3 separate regions of the Mus musculus genome follow, and all the other regions are linked to region 1. A link is a contact called in public Hi-C data. All regions are on one chromosome and are shown on one strand. Each heading gives the region's core, a stretch centred on a gene start, on an enhancer-like site or on the middle of the called end of the contact. The rest is flanking DNA. Distances are from core to core; before and after follow the strand shown.

The links. Hi-C and Micro-C count contacts between places; a contact is called where the count stands out from the background.
Region 2: a contact with region 1 is called in a Hi-C map of B cells, with 5 read pairs. The contact joins the promoter of Pik3cg here to the promoter of Dus4l in region 1. A contact is called at or near these places in 1 of 39 promoter capture datasets (pre-B cells), 1 of 484 Hi-C or Micro-C datasets (B cells), 3 of 115 datasets of contacts at active chromatin or transcription factors (CD8 T cells, bone marrow-derived macrophages and effector CD8 T cells) and 1 of 9 other capture datasets (pancreatic islet).
Region 3: a contact with region 1 is called in a Hi-C map of CD8 T cells, with 6 times the contacts expected there. The contact joins the enhancer-like site here to the promoter of Dus4l in region 1. A contact is called at or near these places in 1 of 39 promoter capture datasets (pre-B cells), 1 of 484 Hi-C or Micro-C datasets (CD8 T cells) and 1 of 115 datasets of contacts at active chromatin or transcription factors (acute myeloid leukemia).

What each region holds. Positions count from the first base shown.
Region 1 is chr12:31,653,398-31,657,541 of GRCm38.p6, forward strand. Dus4l (dihydrouridine synthase 4-like (S. cerevisiae)) reads right to left here and starts at 1,429. Exons shown (of 7, transcript NM_028002.2): 1 at 1,293-1,429. It overlaps Cog5 (component of oligomeric golgi complex 5), which reads left to right and starts at 1,472. Exons shown (of 23, transcript NM_001163126.1): 1 at 1,472-1,586. The coding sequence starts at 1,493.
Region 2 is chr12:32,206,836-32,210,744 of GRCm38.p6, forward strand. It overlaps Pik3cg (phosphatidylinositol-4,5-bisphosphate 3-kinase catalytic subunit gamma), which reads right to left and starts at 1,824. Exons shown (of 11, transcript NM_001146200.2): 1 at 1,683-1,824.
Region 3 is chr12:32,289,266-32,293,511 of GRCm38.p6, forward strand. No RefSeq gene overlaps it. Among named protein-coding and RNA genes, the nearest start is that of Gm33308, 45 kb to the left of the region's middle. Within about 2 kb of position 2,831, at least 191 of the 459 cell types and tissues checked have an H3K27ac peak or open chromatin away from gene starts, as enhancers often do. A contact at or near this core is called in CD8 T cells, acute myeloid leukemia and pre-B cells, where this site is marked.

The DNA of each region.
Region 1 (4,144 bases), core at 179-2,678:
AGTGCACCGTAAATAACTTTTATGCCCAAAGTACAAGTGATAAAATTGTTTAATATTTTTCATGTTGTACTTAAAGCTTTTGACTTCATAGTTTTTGTTTTTATATTCCATTTTGGCCTTTGTAATCTATTGCCAGATAAAAGCTAACTCTATAAAAGGCTAGTTGTTCAAAATTCAGTCTTTAATGTTTGGCAGTAGGCTAAATGAACACAAGGCCAATATACTGAAGGATGTCATGGCTTGCAAGAAATCTTTGGAAGTGTCAACACTGTTCAGAGGAAAATGGGAGCGTAATTAAGCTAAGTCAGAGATGGGCTATGTCGATATGAGGAATAAACACGGAGTAAACCACTAAGAGACTATTTGCAAAGGAGGGAAGAATCTTACACATTACAGAACTGGTACACACTAGGAGGTGGTGATCGGCAATGGCGTCATGACTGACTTTCTAAAGCATGATTTTGCTCTTACTCATTCTTGTGGCCAGACTAAATGGCAAAGTCTGCTTCAGTATGAATTTCTTGAATAAGCTATAGCTTTCAATCTTGATAGTAAATTAGGATGCAGAAACTTTTAGGAATAAAAATGCTTAAGTCACATCCAAGACCAAAAACAGCTCTCTGAACTTATGGGATGAAGGTATCAATATTTTGTTTTAAAGTTCTCCAAAGCATGCAGCACCGGACATAATATTTTGGTAATATGTGCTTCTACACCTAGAATTCCTTTTAAAATATAAGTGAATTTTTTTTTTTTTGAAAACTTGTGCTGGTATGTATAGTGGGCGTTAAAAACTTTATTGCATATTAATATGTAGACTAAAGTCAATCTTTTTTTTGTGAAAAACAAGAAAGCTAAGGAAAGAAAATCATCCTGTAATTCAGATAATGCTATTCGTCGTGTATGATTATTACAAACAAAGTAGTTTCGTAAACTATGCATACTGAAATCTAATGCAACTCTAGGCGCGCTGCCTCTCGCTACCGCATCGTGACTGAGGTCAAACACAGGAGGGAAAAATCTTCTGAGGCGATGTTAAGGGAATGCAAAATGCAGAGTAGCTCCAGACCAACTCAATAAATAGTTACGAATATTTAAACGTTTTTATTTTTAAGGGCAGAGCTTAACAACTATTCTTCCCCAGCATATACTGCCTGCTACCCGGGCTTGCCACTCCAGGCGGGGACTAGGTAAGGCTGAGCAGCCCTAAGCTCCCACGTGTTGGGCGAGGAGGGCCGTGACGCTCCCAAGAGCCTCTTCCCCACGCCGGAGTTCTCAGGCCCAATACTTGCGTTGGAGATCGGCGCGGTGGCTGCGTCCGGAGCGGAATGGGAGAAGGCCCCGGCGGCGACCTGTCTTTCCTTGCACGTAGGATTGTAGTACTTAGGTTCCCAAACGCAACCCGGGCCGGGCAGGTGGGGCGGCGCCTTGATTCTGCGTCACTTGGAGGGCGGGGCGATTGCAAGACGTCATCAACCCGGCACTTGCCAACATGGAAGGTGGAGACAGCACAATTTCCGTAGCAGGCCGTGGGGCTTCGGGTTCCGCAGTAGTGGCGGCGACCGTGCAGGCGATCCTGCAGGACGGTAAGGCGTCGGACGGTGGCCCGGCCTGGGTCGCCCTGCCTTGCGCAGAGTCCGAGAATCCTACCGGTCACTTTGCACAAAGTTTTCCTGTCTGGACTTGGCCACTCCCCTCCGCCCGGCCCCCTGGCGTCCGGGATTGTCCTGGTCCCCCAGTTTCACGGGGAACGTGTTCCTCTCTTCCCGTGGGTGTCTTGGGGAAAACACCTGGTGTCTAGTTGCTGGGGTTTGCACTGGATCATGATGCGCCCGGGACATCGCTGTAGTTCCTGCACGACGTGGTCGGGGCTGATAGCCGCTACTGCTGCTCAGTTCCTGACCAAGGATTGCACTGTCCGTGCCCAGAAGTGTGAACTCACCCTAGGTGACAGACCGCTCGCTGCTTAAGGAAAGGGATGGAGGATGCAAAATGTGGAGTTGGAAATTTCCGTGTTCAGTTCTTGGGCTATGCAGGTGCCTCTGTTATCCATACATGTCGAGTACTGAAGTCAGGATTACTGGTAGTTTGAAGAGAAATTATCCCAAGTAAATTAACTATATACCTTTCTATAGTATAGTACGCTTGAAAGTCAAGTTCGGTTGTATTAATGCTCAATCTGAGAGACAGAACAAAATTCAGTTTGCTAAAGGTATTAGGCCTTAATCATCCCATCTTTTCTCTAGTTGACACTAAGTTCTTTCATCTATTAAAAGCGTTTGCATTTATCACCTTAATTGCTTCCGAGGCCCTTGCGCCTCCTCCTCCCCAATCCCCTTCCCCCTTGTTTTTGAGACAGGGTTACTCTATGAAACCCTGACTGTTTTGGAACTCCCTGTAGATCAGTCAGTCTAGCCTTGAACTCACAGAGATACACCTGCTTCTGTCTACCACCTGCTGGGATCAAAGGCTACCAAGCCAAGCATAGGAACCTCTTTTTATATTCCACAGAGTTAAAAGCAGTATTCTGCATACAGTAGGAACAGATTTTTTTTTTTAATTTTCCACATAAGAGTGGCTTAAAGGATCAAACTGAAATTTAAATTATGGTGTTTTCCCTGATTGTTGAATATTTTATATCTTTTTAATAGATATTTTATATCTTGTCAAGACTAGTGATGTTTTTCAGAGTTAGGTTGTGGTATATTCTTAGAGTTTCTGCCTGATGCACCTCATCTTTGTGTCTTAATTGAAATTTAAATTTAACCAAGTTTCAAAATCCTGAAACGAGTGTGTGTGTGTGTGTGTGTTTAATAGCTGTCCAGCCTTTGAGCTTAAACTGAACTTAAAACTATGCTTGCTTTTTTCCTTCTGTGGTTTCAAATACAATTAAGTAAAGTCTCAGCAATTAAATAAAGCCCTTTGTTTTAAGGACATTCCCTTCCTTTGTGCTGTGGAGTTTATTCCTGTCTAGAATCCAAACACTCCCATTCTATAATGTTAAAATCACTTTGCAGAGGTCCTCATTGGTTCCTTGGAAGTAAGTCAGATGGGCACTTCTGCTTCTTATCCTATTTAAACTTGTAAAAGCTTGGCTCTTTCCTTGAAGTAATTTGTTATATGATATAAGGATCCCACACTATTTGTTTATTTTTCAAGACAGGGTTTCTCTGTTGTAGCTCTGGCTGTCCTGGAATTTAATTCGTAGACTAGGCTGGTCTAGAACTCAGAGATTCACCTGCCTCTGCCTTCCAAGTGCTGGGATTCAGGACCTGTGCCACCACTGCCCTTGTATATATGTATGTATGTATGTATGTATGTATGTATGTATGTATATATGTATTTATTTAATTTCCTAAATTCCTTTCCAGTTTCCCCAAATGTACCTGAAAATTTGATCATTTTGTTCAGTAACCAATTCACTGTCTTTAGAATTTGCCTAAAGATAGGGTTGATAGGCTCAGTGAACAGGTGCAGAGTTGGAAAATTTGTGAGCAGCTTCTGATTTTTCACTGATAAGAATACCACAAAAGAGATAACTTATGTGATTTATTCTGGAATATCAACCACTGAATAATCTGCTAGCTGTGTTCATCTTTTACTGTCGCGTCTATGGGAGATTGTACTCACCATTTCCTTTACACAGTTAGCTCTTTTGATTTAGTCATTCTTTCCAGTTTCTTTTTCTCTAAGCATTCTTCAGGAGTTTCTTTACCCAACTCCCCAGGTTCTGGTGTCTTCCTGGGTTCTCAGACCTATGTTGTCCACTTTCTAAGTCATATAATCACTGTGTTGGTCATTGACACACAGTAGAGTAAGCTGGGATGTGAGAACCTCATGAGGAATCGCTTCCATCTTACTGGCCTATCTACACATGGGACATTTTCTTTATTTTTTTCTTATAACTTTTTTTATTCTTTCTGAATTTCACATCATGTACCCCAATCCCAATCATTTCCATGTTTCTTTGTATCTGCCTTTCACCCTTATAGTCTCCTCTCTAAGGAAAAAAAAAAAATCTTGCTGTGGAAGCTGTGGCGTATCCACAACATCACAACATACCCCTTTGTCCACTTCTTTACTTGGCAGATGTTCATTGCAACCAGGCACTGGTCTGGTTCGAGGCTTCTGGCTTCTGCTACAC
Region 2 (3,909 bases), core at 574-3,073, 550 kb after region 1:
AGCACAGTGTCTGTCATTTACTGGCTCAAAATGGCAACTGTTTGTAAGTACCCTGAAACTCACAGATGCATAAGACAGTACAGTGGAGGGCAAAGGCTGAGTCCCTAAGGTGCGGTGTGAGACCCTGAACATCACTTTGAGAACAAGCCAATGCCGATGCATTTCCTCTGTTCAGTCTCACACTTCTCTAACCTAGACACCCAATCTTGCTTCATCTTCTCTATTTTCAAACTGTCTGAACCCAGTCTCCCTAGTCAACTTCCTGTCTTCTTTCTTTTCATTTTTTCTTTCTATATAAGAAAGCTAGTCATTCCATTCATAAAACTCAAGTGTAGTAAAACTGGTGAAGATTGTAATCAAAGCCGTGTCCCCACACATACCATTTTGGTCATGGAATGCAGAGCATTCCAGCTATCACTGCTATATTAGGGCAGGGGGAGGTGCTAACATACATGGACTTTACCAATATGAACTTTTAGGTAATTTTAACTGAGCCAGTTGGTTTGGCCTGCCTCTGCTTTAGAGGGGACACAGTAGAAGACGTGATTCCTGCCCTCCCATGACCCGAAACAATAATTCAGTTTCCTTATGTCCTAATATTTTCATCTCCATAGCAGGAATTTACAAATTTGTTCCCATCATATTACCTATATTTAGGTATTTGCCCTCTACAAGGTATTTAAGCATAACTATGAACCCATCAACTAATGACTGAAATGCTCAGAGTTCCAAAACTAAAAAATAATCCATAAAAATGATTCATAAAAATTTTGATTTTAATATTTAACATTGCTACATTGGTACTACATTATATTCTAAACCACATTCAAATATTGAAACAAAATATTTCAGAAAATATCATTTACTCTCTAATTGATGTTAATGAGATCCATAATTAGTTTTTCCTGAAGAACAGTGGAGTGTTAATTATATACCCCAAAGGAGATCTTGATTAAAAGCTATAAAAGACAAGTTACATTGGATCTCAACTTATGTACAATTCTTGGGTTAAACTATTTTAAAAGTCAATTCTCCCTCCTTTTAAAATATAATGAAGCTATACTTAGTAAATAAATGAAACCAACTGTCCCAAACAACTGTTGCTTGGTAGCTTAAAGCATTCACTTTGGTCTTTTGGTATAGTATAGAATAACCAACAAAGAAAAGAACCATAAACTATTTTGATACTGACATGAACTTAAAATAAAACATGTCCAAATTTAAGCATACAAATATAACTCAGTTATCTGCCTCAGTGACAGCAGGAACTCACGCTATATAGCACGATACAAGGTACAGAAGAGAAAAGGCTGACCAAATACTCACTGGGTTTCCTCATGGCTGGGACTAAGTAGCTTTGTCCTCTTACAAAAACACTGTCTGGACAGAATTCCCAAGCAAGCACTTGGTCGACTCTGGAGCCTGTCCGTCACGGGCTCTGTGGCCGCCCCTTTCCGCACAAACAAAAACAGAAAGAACTAGTGCACCTGCAAGCCCTTGCTGGACGGAACTTTGTGGATGTACACAGTCTAAGCGCGCCGAGACAAGGAAACTCAGACGCTCGGGGGTTGGCTCAGCTTGAACCGGCAATGGATCCAGACAAAAAGATTCTAGCTGAGAAGGAAGGTGTTACTGTTCCAAGTCATACCAAGCAAAGAGCAAACAACAGAAAGCAGTCGTACCTGAGGCAGCCCTGGAGGTGATGCGGAGGAGGATCATTTGTTTACTTTAGGAAAAAAAAAAAAAAAACGAATCTAGACCTACCCGGGGCACCTCGTCTCTTCCTCTTTTCTGGGGCTCCCTTCATATCCAGATGCAGAGGAAGTGTTGCAGTTACCAGGAAGGAAGTTTTAACCAAGTTGATTATACATGTGATTGCTCATTTTAAAAGTGTCAGAAATGCATTTCCTGCTGAAGCACACACAGAGCAGAGCGGAACAGAGAACGGTGTTTGCCTTACTATTTCTCTCACTCTTTGAATTAACTCTTCAAAGATTGTGAGAGACTCAGACAAACCAAAAATATACCCAAGGCATAAACAAATGAAGCGTGTGTGTAGCTAGCAATAAGTAGAAGAAAGGGCTGCGTAGCCACAGTATTGGATTGCTTGTAGTGAAATCTATTTCCCTTTGAGAATTCGAATAAGCCCTAGTGTGTGTGTGTGTGTGTGTGTGTGTGTGTGTGTGTTGTAACTGTGGACTGTTGGGCTCAGTCTGGATGCTTGCAAGAGCAAAGCCTGGGAACTCACTTCCTTACATTGGTGAGACCTCCCCCTGCCTCCCTTCTAGACCATTCAAGTCTCAAAATATCACAAACTGAAAGTCCTGCAGCATGCAATGTGTGTGCCTGTTGCTGATATGCTGAGTGTGTGTGTGTGTGTGTGTGTGTGTGTGTGTGAAAATGAATTAGTCAGACAAAACAGGAGGACATTGCTCTCCTGGCGACATTAGGGAGCTAGAAACTGCCTGCTCCAGGCAGGTAATCACTGAGAGATGGCTTCCAGTTTCCACAGGCTTGGAGAACAGGGAGGAGGCAGGCTCTGAATTCTTCTTAAAGCAGTCCTATATTTTCCAAGTAACCTCAATTCCTTCTACAACCCTAAGCATAGCCAGTCGTCCCCTGTTCCAGGGGTCTCTATACCAGGGCTTATTCTCCCCCACTAGGCTGTCAAGGATTCCAGCTGGAACAGCAAGAAGGATAGAGGAGCCTCACACAGCCCTCCGAAGCACAGCCTCATGAGTTTCTTTGAGCTTCGTGGATATTGAGATAGAGTCTCTGACCTGTTCTATTTCCTCTCACACAGTCCTTGTGATGGTTCGTACAGATTGTAAACGTGACAGGATCTGGAATCTAAGAGACAAATCTCTGTGCATCCCTATAAGCCTGTCTCTAGACTGGCTTAGGTGAAGTATATAAAGGTCCACTCTAAACATGGGAGCTGCAGTTCTGGATGGGAGAAAGCCAGAGAACGGCAGGCCCTGTTCATCTGCTTCCTGATGGCAGATGCAATGTTAGCAGCTGCTCTATGATCCTGCCGGCATGACTTTCCTGCCACGATGCACTGTACCCTCAAATTGGGAACCAAAATAACTCCCGTTCTGCCTTAAATTGCTTCTGTTGGATGCTTTGTCACAGCAACAAGGAAAACAGTACATAAAAGATAAAGTCCTTTGGGTCTTAGCTTTAAAATAGTGGTTTAAGAGTCAATAGCAGTGGTCAAGTCTTGATTCAAAGGCTGCTGAATTTCAGATATGTAAAGGGGGTATTTCAGCTTTCCAAAGCATATTTCTATGTAAGCATACTTCCTTGAGAGGTTGGTATCTTTACAAGTCTCAGGGTAGCTTGAATTGTTTAGGGGGGAAGACTTACCAAGTTATGCTTCACTCAGTGTGTGTGTGTGTGTGTGTGTGTGTGTTTGGGGGGGCCCTGACAGCAGGTGAAGTGAGTAGGGCTCTTCAGAGGGGACGCTGACCTGAGGGGACTGTGAGCTGACTAATTCTCAGCTTTCCAGCTTTACACACACATGCATATGCACGCTTTCAGAAATGCTAGACTCAGGCTCTTGGGTCCTTTTTCTTTTGAAAGGACTATTCAGCTAAGTTCACTCATGTGAAAAAAATGTCAATTCTCTGACTAAACTTTCAAATACTTTAGGCTTACCGGTGGTTTGAGATTAAACGTCCTATGATCGTCTTCAATTGCTCATACAGCCACTAAAATTTACTATTTGTAGTGAATATTGTTAGGCAGAAGTAATGAGACATGCCTGGTGCCTCTTTTCTCTGTGTGTACTTCTCCATATGGAACCTCATTTTCCTAATAAGGAAATTTTATCCCCAGAAATTTGGGGTCAGCCGATCTCCAGGCTACGTCACTTATGGTAGTGATAGCGTGCTGCTGTTTTGTCCA
Region 3 (4,246 bases), core at 1,581-4,080, 640 kb after region 1:
ACACCTCCAAATAGTGCCACTCCCTGGGTCAAGCATATACAAACCATCACACACCACATAACATTTTAATTAATTCTCTGGGAGTTTCATATCATATACCCCAATCACAATACCTTTCCAGTCCTTCCATGTCTGCCCTCTATTATCTCCCCCACCAAAGAAGTAAAAAAGAAAAAAAAAACAAAACAAACAAACAAAAAAATACAACAAAAACCAAGTCCACTTTGTGTTATCTATATACTCACTGGAACACGGTCAAATCCTTAGTGGCGTGCACCTTAAATAGAACTGAGTCCTTTCCTCACCTGCACCCTGGCCAGAAGCCATCAATTATGGAGGGCTACATTTCAGCATCCCATCACACTTTTTAAGAGTTCTCTTCAGTGCCTTCCTGTCTAGGCTGTTACTGTTTGGGGGGTGGGGTGGAGGTTGGGGTGGGTGTAGGGGTTGTCATAGAAGATTGTATGTCCTCCCTCTCCACTGTGGGTATGCAGTCATCCATCTAACAGCAAAAGTAGCTTCCTTGCTCTTCACAGTCAATGGGAACAAAGATCATGGGCTTCTACACAGTTTCCAGTGACGTCATAGACCATGAACAAGGTCCTTGTTGCAGTAGGACCCCAGACCCAAACAAGACCCTTGCAGGCTGCCCCAACTGCCTGTGGACATATCACCTTAGGTGGCTGTGCAGGCTACTCAGACCAGTATGTACTCCTTCCCTGCTTCCCCCCCCCCCCCCCACGCTGGGGACAGCATGACCCAAGGAGATCAACATGGCTCCGGGTAGTAGACCACAAACCACAGACCTCTGCCTGGCCTTTGATGGTAAATTAGACCATGAACATCAACACACACCTTGGTGGCAATAGGACCTTTGTCCCAGATGTGGCCCTCAATGGCAGCAAGGACCCAGCATGGGTGGTTGCAGGCCTGGCTGGCTTATCAGACTGTTGGCTCTTCTGCCTGCACATCAGCCCCAGGTGGGGGGGGGTGTTCAATTTTTTTTTCCTGATGAATACTGATGCAAAAGTTTTCAATTAAATTATTCCTAACTTGACCTGGCTTGGAGGCACAAACCTTTAATCACAGCAGCTGGGAGAGAGAGACAGGCATATCTGTGAGCTTGAGGCCAGCCTACTTTACAGAGTGAGTTCTGGACTACACAGAGAGACCGTGTGTGTGTGTGTGTGTGTGTGTGTGTGTGTGTGTGTGTGTGTGTGTGTGAGCGTGCATGCTCTCTCGTGCACATGTACACACACACACACACACACACACACACAGAGCTATTGAAAACTGAATTCAAGAACACACCAAGGAGATTATGCACTGTGACTTAGTTGTTTTTACCCTGAGATGCAGAATGGTTCAACATACATAGCCCAAAACTTATAATGCAAGATATAAATAGACTTGAGGTAAAAACAGAATCACATGGTCATTTCTATCAATGCTAGTCAGACCCTTGGCAACACTCAACATCACTTTGTGATAAAATCCCAGAACAAGCTAGGAATAGAAAGAACATAGTTAAACACAACAGAGGTTGTATATGACCAACCCATAGTTAATCTTATAATAAATGAGGAAAAGCTCAGAGCACTTTTCTTATAGTCTGGGTGGAGTGAAGGATACACACTCCTTCCATCCTTATTGCATACAGTACACAATGGTTTAACCAGAGGAATAAGACAAGAGAATTATGTTTGCTATAACTATTCGTCTACAAGACTCTGTGTGAATAGAAGTCCTTACTACCCTTGAAGCATACACCCAGGACTAAAATTGCTGGGTCACAGAATGGCTCTGTCTATCTTACATGGATTTTGAATATGACAGGGAAACTGGTTACCTGGAGAATAATGAACAGGGTGATTGAATACAGTGGACAAAACGCTGTAACCATGGGTCTCCTAAATTCTACAGTGCACACCGCTGAGTAAGGAGTCAGGAGTGATTAATCCATAGACTGGTGAAATATTCCCTCACAGAAATACCAGTTTATCAGGTTCACATTGCTAGGGTGTGGTGTAACCTAGACCTGCTAGAGATGATGCAATATTTGAATTTCAGCAACCCCCCCCCCCAAAAAAAAACCAAAAACAAAAAACGGATGGAAATTCCCCACATGAAAATGAAGCAGGGCTGGTGAGGTGGCTCCCTTGACAAAGCATTTGCTTCAGGACATGATGACCTGAGTTCGATCCCCAGTACCCACAAGGTGGAGGGAGCCAATCTGCTCCTGCAATTGTCGTTTGATCACAAGGACAGCACAACACCCAGTGAATAACAGATAAGTGGAAAGCAAAATGAAGGAAGTAAAAAGCAGCTGTTTAGTGGTAGTAGTTTGATGTCCATTGCAGTGGACTATGAGTTCTTTACTAACTCAAAAACTTCTATATAGCTAGAAGAAACGAACAAACAAAAACAAAACAAAGAAAGAAAGAAAAAGGAGACAAGGTTAAATCACTAAGTGCCCACAGAAGCCAGAGAAATGATGAATGAGTTAACAAATCAGGCCTCTCTGGGTGCCCTGCTTCAAAGAACCTTGGCGAATGTGGTAGTCTCCAGAATATGTCACTTAAATCCAGACTTCGTAAAAACACAAAATGACAACCACGGAAAATGTACTGACATTTAAACCAAGCCCTGGGCGACGATGGGTAAGCTCCTGTAATAAAGAAAAGAGAAAAGAGACCGAGAAAGAAAGGGCGAGGGAAATCGGCTACAGGAAAAAACCCCAGACTTTCAAGCTGATAAACTTGAAGAGCAGGGAGTGTGATCTAAGGCGCCTCGTTTTAAAATACCTCAAAATTACCACAAGGTGGCGCTCTCGGGAATTTGACGCTCCAGACAATCCTGCTTCCCTGAAGTCCCGCTTTGTAGAAGGGTGGGCTGAAGGAGATGAGCCAGGCAAGGCTGCTGTGCCCTCTTCAAGGCCTGGGGTAGCTCTTTGACTTCCAAGCCTAATCTTACTCTCAGCGCGAGATCCATTAAAAACAGATCTTGGTGAGGCAGTCTGAGTCGGTGCTGCTGACCCCTACAGGCCACACTTGGAGTAGCAAAGGCTTAAACAACTGGAGAAATGAAGACTCGAATCTATCATGTTTAGAAAATTGTTTACAGAACAGCCTCTGTTCTGACCAATGGGATGATTCCATTACTAAGGTATAATGTTTGGGTTGTGACTTCAAAATACACGAGTATCTTCTACGTATTTCTGGATAGAATATCGACACAGGGATTAGTTCTTTTGGTTCGCCTAAAAGAGGACATTAACCTTGGAATGACTAAGCAAAACCACGAAAGCAACTTCCTCTCCTTCTCTCTCTCTCCCTCCCTGCCTCCCTTCCATCTTTTCCTCCTCACTCTCTCTCTGTTCCTCTCTTCCTTCTTAACAGAGTCTCACTAGGCTGCCCAGTCTGACCCCAAACCCAAGATTCTCACGCCTCACCCTTCTGAGGGGTTTGTTTGTTAATAGAGAAACCTAAAGCTGCAACCTTTTAAAACTCCTGCTATCCAGAGCCCAGCAAATGGAAGCGAGTCTCCTCTGCCAAAGCCAGGCTGCTAATTTATTAAGTCCAGTTAGAGGGACAGAATTCACGTGACTTAGGAAGCTGAGCGGCTTGTGGAAATGTTGACAGTGTGCCGAGGACCAGACACTAGGTGGAGCTTTCAGAAATGACTCTTGAAACCACAGTACAAAATGGTGTCACTGGGCAGCTGCTGTGTTGGCCATGTCCTGGTGAGGACGTCACTCTGAGCAGGAAGTTGTCAGGATTGCTGTGTGCTCCACAGGTCTGCCCCTGCTGCAGTGTGTACCAGGAAAACCAGGCCCTGTGGACTCATAACAGTCAAAATAGCAGTGACTGGCACTGAGACCTCTGCCCATCTAGTGGCAGAGAGGGCCAGTTCCAGAGGTGCCTGCCAGCTAAGGCTTGTACTGATGCATCGGGTTGGCTACATCTAAGTCTAACTTAAAACCAAATCTAGGTCCAGTACCTGGGAGATGGAGGCAGGGGGATGGATGAGGATCCAAGATCACACTTGGCTATGTGGGAAGTTTGAGACCAGCCTGGGCTACCAGAGACCCTATGTGAAAAAAAAAAACATCTAAATAATATATCTACTGTGGAATATGGAAAACGTAGTTTTCAGCTTTCTGGACTCAAAGGCTCAAGAAAATACTGTAAGCAAGGGAAGTCTGGAACCCTCTGCCCTCAAACTTCACCAGAATCCAGAGAAAATA